2 separate regions of the Bicyclus anynana genome follow, and region 1 is linked to region 2. Evidence: chromatin contacts called from public Hi-C data. All regions are on one chromosome and are shown on one strand. The core of a region is the stretch at or near the end of the contact, and the rest is flanking DNA. Distances in the headings are between cores, read along the strand shown.

Region 1 (5,969 bases), core at 3,137-5,636, 38 kb before region 2:
GAAAGCTATGCTATCCCCATGTCCCCACTGGAATGAGAACTACGCGGAAAAACCGCGGACGTTTGCTAATATGTACATCGGCATTTAGGTACGCCTTTTTTACATTCACCTAACAAAAAACAACTATCCAAATCAGTTCAGGTGTCTTCCTGTAATCGGTGAACATACATTAGGTACTTGACCTCATCATTTTTAGAAGTCAGTTAAAAATAATGAATACGTATTTCATATCTTTGTTAAAGTCATCAATAAACAGCGCTAAGTGTTGTGTCGTGGAATACATTTACACACAAAAAACATAACATCTCAATAGGAGAAAACAACACGACACTCGGATTGGCTTAATCTTTTATTAATTAGCTGAATTACAGCGACTTGTTCACACGTCGCGGGCTGATGTGTCGACTCAATAACAACAATAAATTAATCAATTAACATCATTGAAATTAACAATAACAACTATAAGTAGTTTAATCCCCTACTACTACAACTGTGGCTTATTCTTCGGTTTATTACAGAGATTTATCTACTAATTAAGGAGACGCTTGATGAGTCGTAATTGAGTATACGAATTTGCGTGTTCAGGAGATGATCAGTAATTTAAGAGATTTTACATAATTGATAGACGTTTAAGATGGACATGGTCACTAAAAAGAAAAGAAATGCTTCCTTTATTTAAATCGTACGGTCTGTTCATACTTAGCATCTCATGTTTGTATGGATGTTGGTTACACTTTTACGCGAAATCTTCTAAACTCGGCTGCGATTTGGAATGGAATTAGATTATACATTGAGACAACAAATAAGCTTCTTTTTATCCCAATAAAAAGTGAATTTCACGCGGAATTTACTCTAGTTTTGTTATTGGATTAAATTATAAGCTTATATTGGATTGATCGAGTATCGACGCGTCAGTGAGCGCAGCGAGGCAGAGAAACGCTAGAAAGCCGCGCGCCGGCCGCAGCCGCACAATGGTCGGTTTTTTGCCGCATTCTGCGGGAATTCCTGCGCCGACAGCCGACGGCGGAATTTGGAAATTGTTTGACGTATTGTCAGCAATCCGTCCGGAGATCTCGCGTGCAGCGACGATGTACACTATCGATAACATATTGTTAGCTGTCTCGTTGGTGTGTGGTGGATAGTGGCTTGGGATCGTGAGCTTTTCTTAATGAGTTTCCCATTGAAGCAGTAGTTTCTGAGATTAGCGCGGTCAAACAAACTCTGCAGTTTTATAATATGCAAAATATAGAATAACACACGTAATATCTAATTATTATTAGTTTATACTACTGAACTGTAACTATACTACTCGTAATTGTGAGTCAAGAGTCGGAATTTAGAAAAAAAACGTAAAATAAACATAATCCTTCCTGCAGTCAGGTAATTATATAAAAAAATTAAAACGTAATCGTGTGATTAGAAACGAAATTTTACAATATTTATTACCTAATCTATCTATCTAAAGGTATATAGTTGAGTATGGGTTTCCAATTTTTTCAATTCTTATTCAGCTATCGTATTTTTAGATGTTTTCTCCTTGGTTGCAACAAAAAATTAGCAATATAGATCAAAAATATGATCCAAGTAAAGTATAAAAACATTGAATTAAATTTTAAGTTTAATTTAAATTGATTACGTTATTTTAACGAATTAATATGTAAAATATAGTACATACAAAATACATACATATATACATTTAAAAATACTGCCGCAAACATATAGTTTTATTTATCTATTTTCCTACACGTATGAGCACGTACGGTCTAGTATGTTTTGTGTGCTGTGTTGTACGTGACGCTATACGGTGTATGTTATAAGCTCGTTCGCGGGTCGCGACCGCACTCGAGCAGGCGGGCGCGTGACGTCGCATGAGCCGCTGTTCCCATGCTGCCTCATGCCTGGGAACCTCCATATAAACACTGGCATGCTAATACGCCAACAAAAGTTAAGTGTAGACATCAGAAATGGTACATTGTGTTGTTTACGCAATAATATGTACTCGTTACAGTCGACAGACTTATCCTGTCACAAACTTCACAACAATTTTTCTAGCAAATTTTATAATAAATTGAACTGTTTTTCAAATATATGAAAGCAAAAAGATTGTCTATTTCCACGGATACACTAAAATATCAGTCAAATTTGAGATAAAATTATTTATTTTTACTACATTTCAGACTTTTACAAGCCTTACTCAAACTGATACGGTACCTTTTATATCCAATCACAAAACAGGCAATCCTTGTGATTGATTAAGTAGACAATTTTCTACAAAACAATAGATGATAACAGAAAGGTAATACAATCCGAGCGTGTACCAGCAGCCTTATCTGACCGCAGGCAGGCAGGCAGGCTTCCTGTCTGGCAGTCTACAGATAGCTCAGTTCTAACTGCACGCAGCTGCTATTGTTACTGAGACCTATTATTAAGGGAGCATTAAAGCCACGCTATCCGTCTTGTTTTTGTACATTTTGTTTATTTTCTTGTTACTTTACTTGGTTTATAGTTAAAGAGATTGGTCTGCTATTTTTTTATTTTTACTCTGTTACGATTGTGTCGTGGTCAAACAAGTGTCTTGACTTAGTAATGCACTTTGATCTGCAGGGTACTTATGTATCTCGGGGTAGGTACGATTCTTAATGGAAGGACACAAGAAGGGAGTAAGGGCAAAGAAGAGATGGTTGGAGTGTTGCAAAAAGTATATGATAACTTGACGAAAGATAGAAGCGAATGTTTCTCACATCATTATTACATACAAGCTAAGACTAATAACCTATAGACTAGCAACACGTAACAATTTTTCACTCCAAACGTAAGCCACTTCTGTGGCCATCTAAGTGTAAGAGCTAAGCTAATTACCCTCGCCGATATGCACACAAGTGTACTTATCGTAGTGTAAAGATGCGTCAAGGGCTCCCATTTCGGGGCACATAATATAGCTTACGAATCCTGGCACTAATCACTATCTATGTGTTATAAATCTATGCATACATGATTATATCAACAAAAGATATTAAAAGTCGTAGCTTATTAGAGCAACACAGGATCAGACCCGCATTACCTCGCCTTTAGTGGTTAGTATTCTTCGTATGGATTTGTATGGGCATGCTAACTACATCAACTCCATACCATCACCGGATCGCCTCGCTTGCTCGCAAGGTGTCCACGCGCGGACTGCGAGTGGACCTCTCTATGATAGCTCGCTGTTGGCAACTACTACTCGGAAATTCCTTGACCACGCGAGGTTCACTGGTGACAACGCGGCGTCCACCCGTGGTCATCTGTCGACTACGAGTGTGCGGGTCGGGTCCCGGGTGGTTCTAATGAGCTACGACCTTAATACTCAATTAACATCAAGTGGCATCACTATAAAGTTATAGTGGGAAATAACATGTCATTTTGCAAAAACGAAAAGTCGCTGCACTGCGCGAATCCTTTACAGCTCAGGTAGCAAATCTCAAAGAACAATGATCTCTTATTCCTGTCCGTCGGCTGTATATGCCGGAGCAGCAATCAGCTCATTCCGGCCGCAGATGTTGTGGGTACGGTTATTGTAATCAGTTCGAGGAACGTTCGGCTTGATTGCACTTTATTAGTCTAGCTGTTGTTAGTGCTCTATTCTCAGTATTGTACGCGTCTATTTTGTTACGAAGTACATATCGAACCACGAATTTATGTAGTTTTGTACGTATTTATAATTTCACATACTTACATACATTTTAATTTCATATGAGGTAAAAAAAACTGTGCATACTGAAGCTCCCCCATTCCTTGCCATTTCTACCATCGCGCCGCAAGACACCGAATGGGGTTTCATCCCTATGCTGTTGAAGTCCCTAGGACACGTACGAAACGTTTTGTGTCTTCTTATCTCATATACGCACGGCTATGGTTTAGAATACTCTCTATATCTGTATTTCCTTGTAACTTGGATATCTTTAAACTAAAAGTGAATAGACATCTTCTAAGCAAGCGTGTCTTAGACTATATCTACGCTTACCATCAGGTAAGATCATCATACCTATCTTGTATAAAAAAACAAGTATGCTTTACACATGACTGATGTAAAACTTTTTTACCTTTCCCTCTCAACGTCCGTTCGCCTCGCCCGATTACAATTTCTTAACTTTACGAGCTTATTCCTCAAGTGAAGCGTAAAGAAGTATTAGTTGAACTGTCGCTCGAGGGGTGCACTGACCTTGTTTGACGGAGACGTACTTCTCGTTGAGCGCGGCGACGAAGGCGGCCTGCGGCAGGCTGTCCTCCAGCGAGAACAGCTCGTCGCGCGTCACGGCCGTGGAGCGCGTCTTCAGCACCGCCTTGGAGCCGATGGGCGCCAGGTACGCGCCCGCGCCGTCCCGCAGCGCCAGCGCGCCCGCGTGGTACTCCGCGCTGAACAGGCACTCCGCCGTGCACGTGTCCAGCAGCTGAGGGGACCGCTACGTTAGCTCTGTGTAATGCTGCCCACCCACATGCCGGCATGTCATGCACATCGCGACCAACACACGTACAGCACGGCTAGCATTGCATACTATAACACGGCACGGTATACTAATTGAAACACAAGAAGATAGGATAGATACGTATATCATTTTATTTTTCAATCATTATTATTTTAACCGCAAACGCATTCGCGATTGGTCCGTGAGCTCATCCTGAGGTCATGCCTGCAAAATCAGCGCTACAGTTACTCAGCTGCAGCAGCTCTTTGCTGAGACAGCGCTCCATTCAGCCGAATGTGTACAAATATTAAGTGACAGAGACAGACAAATTTATGTAAATTTAGCACCTGAAAGCATCTGAAGCTTCAAAAAAGCGCTGCAAACTAACCCTACTTAAAATTCACTAAACAAGGACAATAAACAGAAGTTGGCCTACAGCATTCCTACGAGTATGATCCCATTATACAGAGGATATAAATGCTTGAGACTCCAAATGTATGCCTGAGATTGAAAAGCACATCAGCATGTGATGTGCTTTTCAACCTCATGATGATGCTTATCCACATACGAATAACTCAGAATACGTTCCTTCAATGATTGAAGATATCAAACCTTCCGTGGAGTCACTACTACTACTACTAGTCATGTAGTGTTAGGCAGCACCTTAACGATTAAACATATTTGAAAAACTTGCTTGTCAATTAAGTAATTTTTGATAGACAAACTTGACTTTTTCATTAAGCAATGTTTTACAGAGGCTTCACATGATCACACACGTTTGTCGAAAAGTTTGGTCGTCGACGGGCTCCCTTACGTGCGACGCGCCGTATCGATTCCCACGTGGCACGCCGCGGCCGAGGTGCGAGCATTGTCCCGCAGTCGGCACAGCGCGCCGCTAATTGCTGTCACTACATGTTGTTCTCTTTGTGCGTCTGTATGCGCTGATTGTTAGTGCGAAGCTTTATTTTCACTTTTTGTACTCTTCTTCTATATTGCAAACAGGTATTATCGGATGAACTGTCACAAACATAATTACTAAGTATTTATATAAATTTATAATGCTTTAGGTGAAAAAAGCCACATTAACTAAATGATTTTTAAGCACCCTAAGGAATAGGGTTAGAACGGCGAAAAGACTTGGTGAGTAAAGACCACATTCTCGTCACATAAATAACGTTAGGTAGCTTTATGCAAGTCACACACGATCAAGTGTGCCGTCAAGTCTGCTACATTTTCACTGTCCATTTAGTGTAATCGCTTGTAAAAATAAACTATAAATAAATGTGTTACTTCTAATTATATTAATTCATTTGTGAACTAGTTAATACAAAATGAATGTGCTTCAGAGAAGCATGTATGAGTAAAATACTTGGTGTTTTATTCATTTATTAGTCGCAATGTTTTCTTTCTAGCACTTGAATATTTGATATCCCATGAATACAAAGGCCTATAACACGCATACCAGACCATACCAGCATACCTACCATAGACCAAACGACGTAACTCAAGAAGAGATATAGACAAATG
Region 2 (6,005 bases), core at 2,742-5,241:
AATTTATTCTAATTTGTTTTTCTTGGGCGTTTATTTCTGATCTACTAGCTAGCTAGAGTCCAGAAACAGATTCCTTAAATTGTATACTGTTACGATAAAGTCCAAATAATCATTAATGGCTTGGTATATAAAATGGAGCCTTGCTGGAATATACGAAAAACATCTGAATCGATTTCGTAGCGTGAACACATTTGTATTTTAATTTATAAAATGAATACAATTAAATTAGTTTCGGCAAGATCTACGCAGGTGGGCCACACTGCCAGCGTCTGCCAGTGCGTGCTAAAAGCCACTAAAGCCAAACTAACGACTGGCGCGGCCATTGCAGCTCATTGGGTTGATAAATCGCATCGATCGCGGAACGACGCGCTCGCCGGAACGTTCGCATCGCTCACTAAGGTTGTCTGGAAGAAATCGCTACTTCGCTATAAGGCCGCCATTTGTATCTGCCCTCTTTATAATGTCCCTGTTTCCCTTGTTTTTGTTATTGTGATGATTGAATAGCTTTTCTCATCTTCGTTAGGATATTCCAAAGGCGCACACCCTTGATTTGACTAGATATACTTTGAAGAATATGCGCAAGAACTCCACCACCTTGTTCCTCATTCCCCTTTTTATCACAGAATTGCAAGACGCCTCAAAGGGTAGCATTGGTGGATAGGTATCCAAGCAACTCGTACTAAGCTATTTGCAGCCATTTTTCAAATTTGTAAAGCAAGTTTGGAATGTCTTCGGGCGTATGTGATGATGATTAAGATTATTATCCTCTGATAGCAGTTATAGAATCAAACTGCTTTGAAGCAGCGTGGTAATAAACGTGGTAGTAAAACACAAAGTAGGTACCCGACCCGATCTTCGTCCGAAGCTGTTGACTCCAGAGATCGAAAGGCCTTTTATTCTTTCTTGAGAAAACACAAAATTCAAGTTGTATGGACCATACCATGAGAGAGAGACGATTGTTATTAAACTGAATCAGGTTTTACCTATTCCGCAATTGCAAAAGCAGAGTTTAAATTATACAAACAACAAAACAAAACCTCGTTTCAGCCATAAATCGAAGTAGGCGAGCGCATAGCAGGAATGCTAGGCCTCCTAAGCCCGGATTTCGCGACCCCTGCGCGCCGCCGGCGCTAAATGCCAACATTCCAGGCTTGACTCCTGTACCTACCCACCCTGAGCGAAAGGGACGGCTTACAACGTACACTCAAGAAAAACAGAGACAGATGATTCTATAAATATCAGCTAAATCCAAACACTTACCATCTTAGTTATGCAAAAAATATTGTTCTATGTTTAAATATAGTAAACGTTATCCTACAGTCGGAACTTCGTGACATTGAAAACTTGACACAGCACTAAATGTACCTTAAACGTCACAACTGACACTACTGTATTTAGATTAATCAACACACATCAATAGCTCGTATAGTTTAACCAACTTTATGTACTTATCAGTGGTACTAAGTATAGTGATATAGGTGCATACTTACATATTATGCATTTTTGTGTTACAGGAATAGATTCCTTCACTTTTAAGCCTACAATTTATATGTACTCATGTCCCATACCAACTATAATAGTTCACGGATCAATATGACTTGCCTGATTTTAATACAATATAACGATCGATTCTATTGCTCATTATACTTTGTAAGCCCAGTCTGGCCTTGATCAAAAAACCTAAGCGTTCTCTCCCATCTGTCGAGCAGCAATTCCATAGGTATTTCTTCCCAAAAACTTTCTACTGTCTTTTGAACTACACATAGATAAAACTTGTGCAAAAACCGCTAAAATGGCGACCATGCAAGCGAACACAAAAGTAAATATTGACCGTCGATTTACGATCACGTAGCGAGATGAATTTACAGTTTGCTGACTTGCTGTACAAGTCTACAATCACGATCCGCGCCTAGCGAACGTGACTTATCTTCAGTGTTACCAACTCTCTAAAATATTTATCCCTAAAGTTTGTGTTAAAAACCCCTAAAATCGCCTTAATTATTGAGTTGTCCCCCTAAAAATATAAGTTCATAATAATTAAACAGAATTAATAAAACAGAAAAAATATGCTGTAATATGTTTCAAAAGTCTATATTTAATCAGACAAAATATTACGTCTTTATCTGAAGATTCAGATTTTTTGAAATCAATTTTATAAATATAATAATTTTACAATTTTTTTTATTCGATGAAAATTGCCGCCGGTTGCCTCAGAGTGGTTGTAGAAAAACGTATTATATATCGTTATAAGTCGCTAGGTCAAGAAAGAAATATTGAAATTATCATCAATTTAAAAATATTAAAGAGTCAAAAAATCCCTGAAAATACCCCTAAAAATTTCAGACCCCTAAAAAAATCCCATTTCACTTATTTGCCCCCTAAATCTGGGGGGAAAACCCCTAAGTTGGGAACCCTGCTTATCTTTTACATAGGTAGGTATAACATCTCTTCGAGCCTGCAAGATAAACTGAAAATAATGCGTTACCTAAGAACGCCAGCCACACACGATCAACTTTACTACTCTAGTCAAGTCTACTACAGAATACTCAGGGATGACGTTTTTCTCAGAAGGTAGGTGAATGGTGGTCGGTGAGGTAGGTAGTTTAGGTAGTTACGTATCTACGTAAATTATTATTAATTCTAAATTATATAAAACGCTTGTTAGTAATAGGCTAAAGTCATCCGCTAACGATCAAGTAAACTCACATACCTGCAGCGCTAACGGCCTCACAGCCGATAAAACTGATAGTGTGTTGGTCGAGATGTGCTTGACATCATGACGATAATTTGTTTGTTTCTAAACATAGCACATCGAGTAGGGCTGTAGTATATGCTATAATAGCTATATTTTCTTTAAAAAATATTTACCTATCTATATAACTTCTTTTCTCGATGTATCTATTAATTGTAGGTCATAACATCCGCAAAATTAAAGATAGGTTTAATAATTTCTTACAACCTTCTAACGCCGGCCACAGACGGTCAAGTACATAATATAACAGCCCTGTCTACAGCGCGCGTAGGAAAGTGGGCAGTGATAAAAATATCCAAAAGTGATTATTGGTGGGGTTTCAGTGTTTTTTACACAGCCACATTCCTATATGAGCACTGCAGTATACCTGACCGTCTGTGGCCGGCGAATTGATCCCATATTTTATATTCGATAATCGATAGAAGTCTTTGGTGTTAAGTTTAGTTTATTTAAAGCTTTATAAACCAGTTTCTAACATTTTGCAATTTCTATCATTATTATGTTATGAAGATTCCGAAGTATTGACCTCAATAATGTCTATTTATTTACCTTATTTATAATAAATCATGCTCTATAAATAATTTAAATGCCTATTAGTGGTAAACATGGAATGTTTTCCTCGTATTTTTGTAGGTAGAATCATATTGCTTGATGTGACTGACCTGTCTAGTCTGTATACCAGCTATCCTTTGAATTTAGTTTTTATTTGACTAATTTGATAAGATTTATAAAGTTGTTCAAAATTACTTTAAACGGAAAATATTTAATGCAAATGGGAATACGTAGGTAGGTATAGACAATGCGCGAGGGTGAGACGTTGTAGGTATGTCGGATGTCGCTTCGACTCGCCGGCCCGGGACAATCGATCCTGGCTCCCCTGCCGTCGCGCGCCGGGGCAACCACCCGCCACCAGCCACGCCATAAAAACAACCACCAACCGTGAAAACTACATAAAAACTCACCTTTACTCTTGACCGAACACACAACCAAAGAAGTGCAGCCGCGTAGATCGCGAAAAAAACCACTTGCACTTTACAAAAAGTCTTTTAACTTTAATAATAACACAAACATCAATTAACTTGACACCTCGAGTCTGGTTTTGTTATTTATAACGTCTATATTAACCTTTTAATAGTTCAAATCAGTATATGAATAGTGACCGGTGCAATTTCAAATTGCAATTTTCTAACAAATCAACGATGTAACCCCCACGACGTTCCGCGGCGGACTGAGCGGAATGAACTTGGCGCTGACCGAGCGTTTGAGGATGACGCGAGTGAACGTAGCCGCAGGAACCGTTAGACGGTGCACCAATAGAGATCAAATGCGCTCGATCGCCACCAATAGGCAAATAATGTTCCGCGGACGTATTGCACGTGAAAGTTTGAACTTCATTCAAAAGTTACACTTTTCTTCTGCATTTTGTTAGTATTCATTTTGATTGTTATGACATTCCACAATATTCCATAAACTTAATGTTACTACCTATATTTAACTAGCTAAGTTAGTTATGAGTAGTTTATGGAAAAGCGTTGAAAGTTTTATTTTTACCTATAGGTCTTGACTAGGAGCATTGTTTCATAGGTTTATGTGTTTATCCAACATGCTCTATTTGGTTAATTATTATTCAAAATAATACGATTGAATATTATCTTGTAGCAACTTGGGCTTCTATGAGTTAGGCACCAAGAGGGATCTGGAAAGACCCCTACCACGATAGTTTCACAACTACCTTCGAATCGTCATGTTTACAATTTGGATTTGCAAATGTACACTATTCAGTATTAAATAATTATTTATAGATAAACATTTGCGCTACGTGTACATTAAGTCGAAATTTGGAATCCGAGTTCGTCCACATGGAAATCGATGTACTTTCGACCCCTATTTCACCCCTTCTATTTATATTTTTGCATGTTTTATAAATAATAAAGAGTCCAATAATCAATTTACAAAACTATAACTCAAAATATAAACGATTTATAGTGGATTTATATTAGAAAAATTCAACCCCTGTTTCAACTTTTGATTTAATTTTCGCGAAAAACTATCCTTTAATCTTCATCGTATATCTTTACTCTGGTATTACGGTCTCAAATCGTGCCAAGTTTCATTTGAATTCATTCAGTTCTTTCAGCGTGATGCCCGGTCAACATAAAATACGGTCAGATAGACGGAGAGAGAAATAACGATATTTCAAAAACCGCTTGACGCACATAGTTGAAATTTGATAGGGAGGTAGTTCGTAGGTAGTTGACGTTCACTAAGTACGGATTTTGCGGGAGGACCGAATTAAGAAGGTCTAAGGGCGGATGAAGTTGCGGGCGTCCGCTATTAGATAGATAAGCGCAGTGTTGAAGTAAGTTTTACTGAGCAGCTAACGTATTCATAATCATAATACAGTTGAGTGATATGAAAGTCAATTGATTGTTTTTACTCTGCGCTGGGAACAGTTATGTTATGGTAACGTGCGCGTCTGCGCCTCATTGCCTGCGAGCAGCTCATCTCGTATGTCGGACAGTAAAATATTATAGATATTAGTTAGAACTTAACGTTTTTAATCCATGATGGTTGATTGCTTGGCGGCACGGCTTTGTCGGCAGAGTAAAGTAATAATTAACGCATTTTTTTACATTTAGGTACTGCTAGCGGTCAAGCTTCTATTTCCAAATTAAGACTGAACTGAAACATGACATATCATAGACAGAGAGACTTATTTTTTATCAATGCTTGTTGTCGAGAAGTATTTTTTTTTTGTGAAATATAATGTAGAATCCTTGGATGTGATGCAGAATGGTTTTTGCTTAATCGGTTAGATACTAATGGGGTTCCTTTTCCATACAAGAGCTTAGTTGACACTGTACGAATTGGCACGCCACGCATGGCTCTAGCAGACACGTGTGAGCCTGTGTCGGGCTGCAGACAATGGAACGAAGACAGCGGAAAGATACTGCGATACTACGCTCCGCATACAATGTTGTGTCGAGAGAACCGTTACCAGATAAAGAGCAACATGCTTGTTTTTCGCATTGAAAGTGGGTGATGCCCTCATCGTTCATTATCGACCCATATTCGGCTCACTGCTGAGCTCGAGTCTCCGCTCAGAATGAGAGGGGTTAGGCCAATAGCCCACCACGCTGGCTCAACGCGGATTGCCAGACGGATTGGTGATGGTGATGATGAAATGACGAATGAAAAATGATGGCACGTGAATCATCTGGGTTGAACTGGCTGGGACCTATTAAAGTCGCCA

What was found. A called contact is a pair of places that touch in the nucleus more often than the background predicts.
Region 1: a Hi-C map of whole body shows a contact between it and region 2, with 2.9 times the contacts expected there. The contact joins the enhancer-like site here to the promoter of LOC112051465 in region 2. A contact is called at or near these places in 2 of 2 Hi-C or Micro-C datasets (whole body and whole larva).

The regions. Positions count from the first base shown.
Region 1 is chr11:314,503-320,471 of ilBicAnyn1.1, reverse strand. It overlaps LOC112051465 (protein singed), which reads right to left. Exons shown (of 9, transcript XM_052884393.1): 5 at 4,199-4,427. Among protein-coding and RNA genes, the nearest start is that of LOC112051465, 39 kb to the right of the region's middle. Within about 2 kb of position 4,386, at least 7 of the 8 cell types and tissues checked have open chromatin away from gene starts, as enhancers often do.
Region 2 is chr11:276,432-282,436 of ilBicAnyn1.1, reverse strand. LOC112051465 (protein singed) reads right to left here and starts at 3,991. Exons shown (of 9, transcript XM_052884393.1): 1 at 3,715-3,991.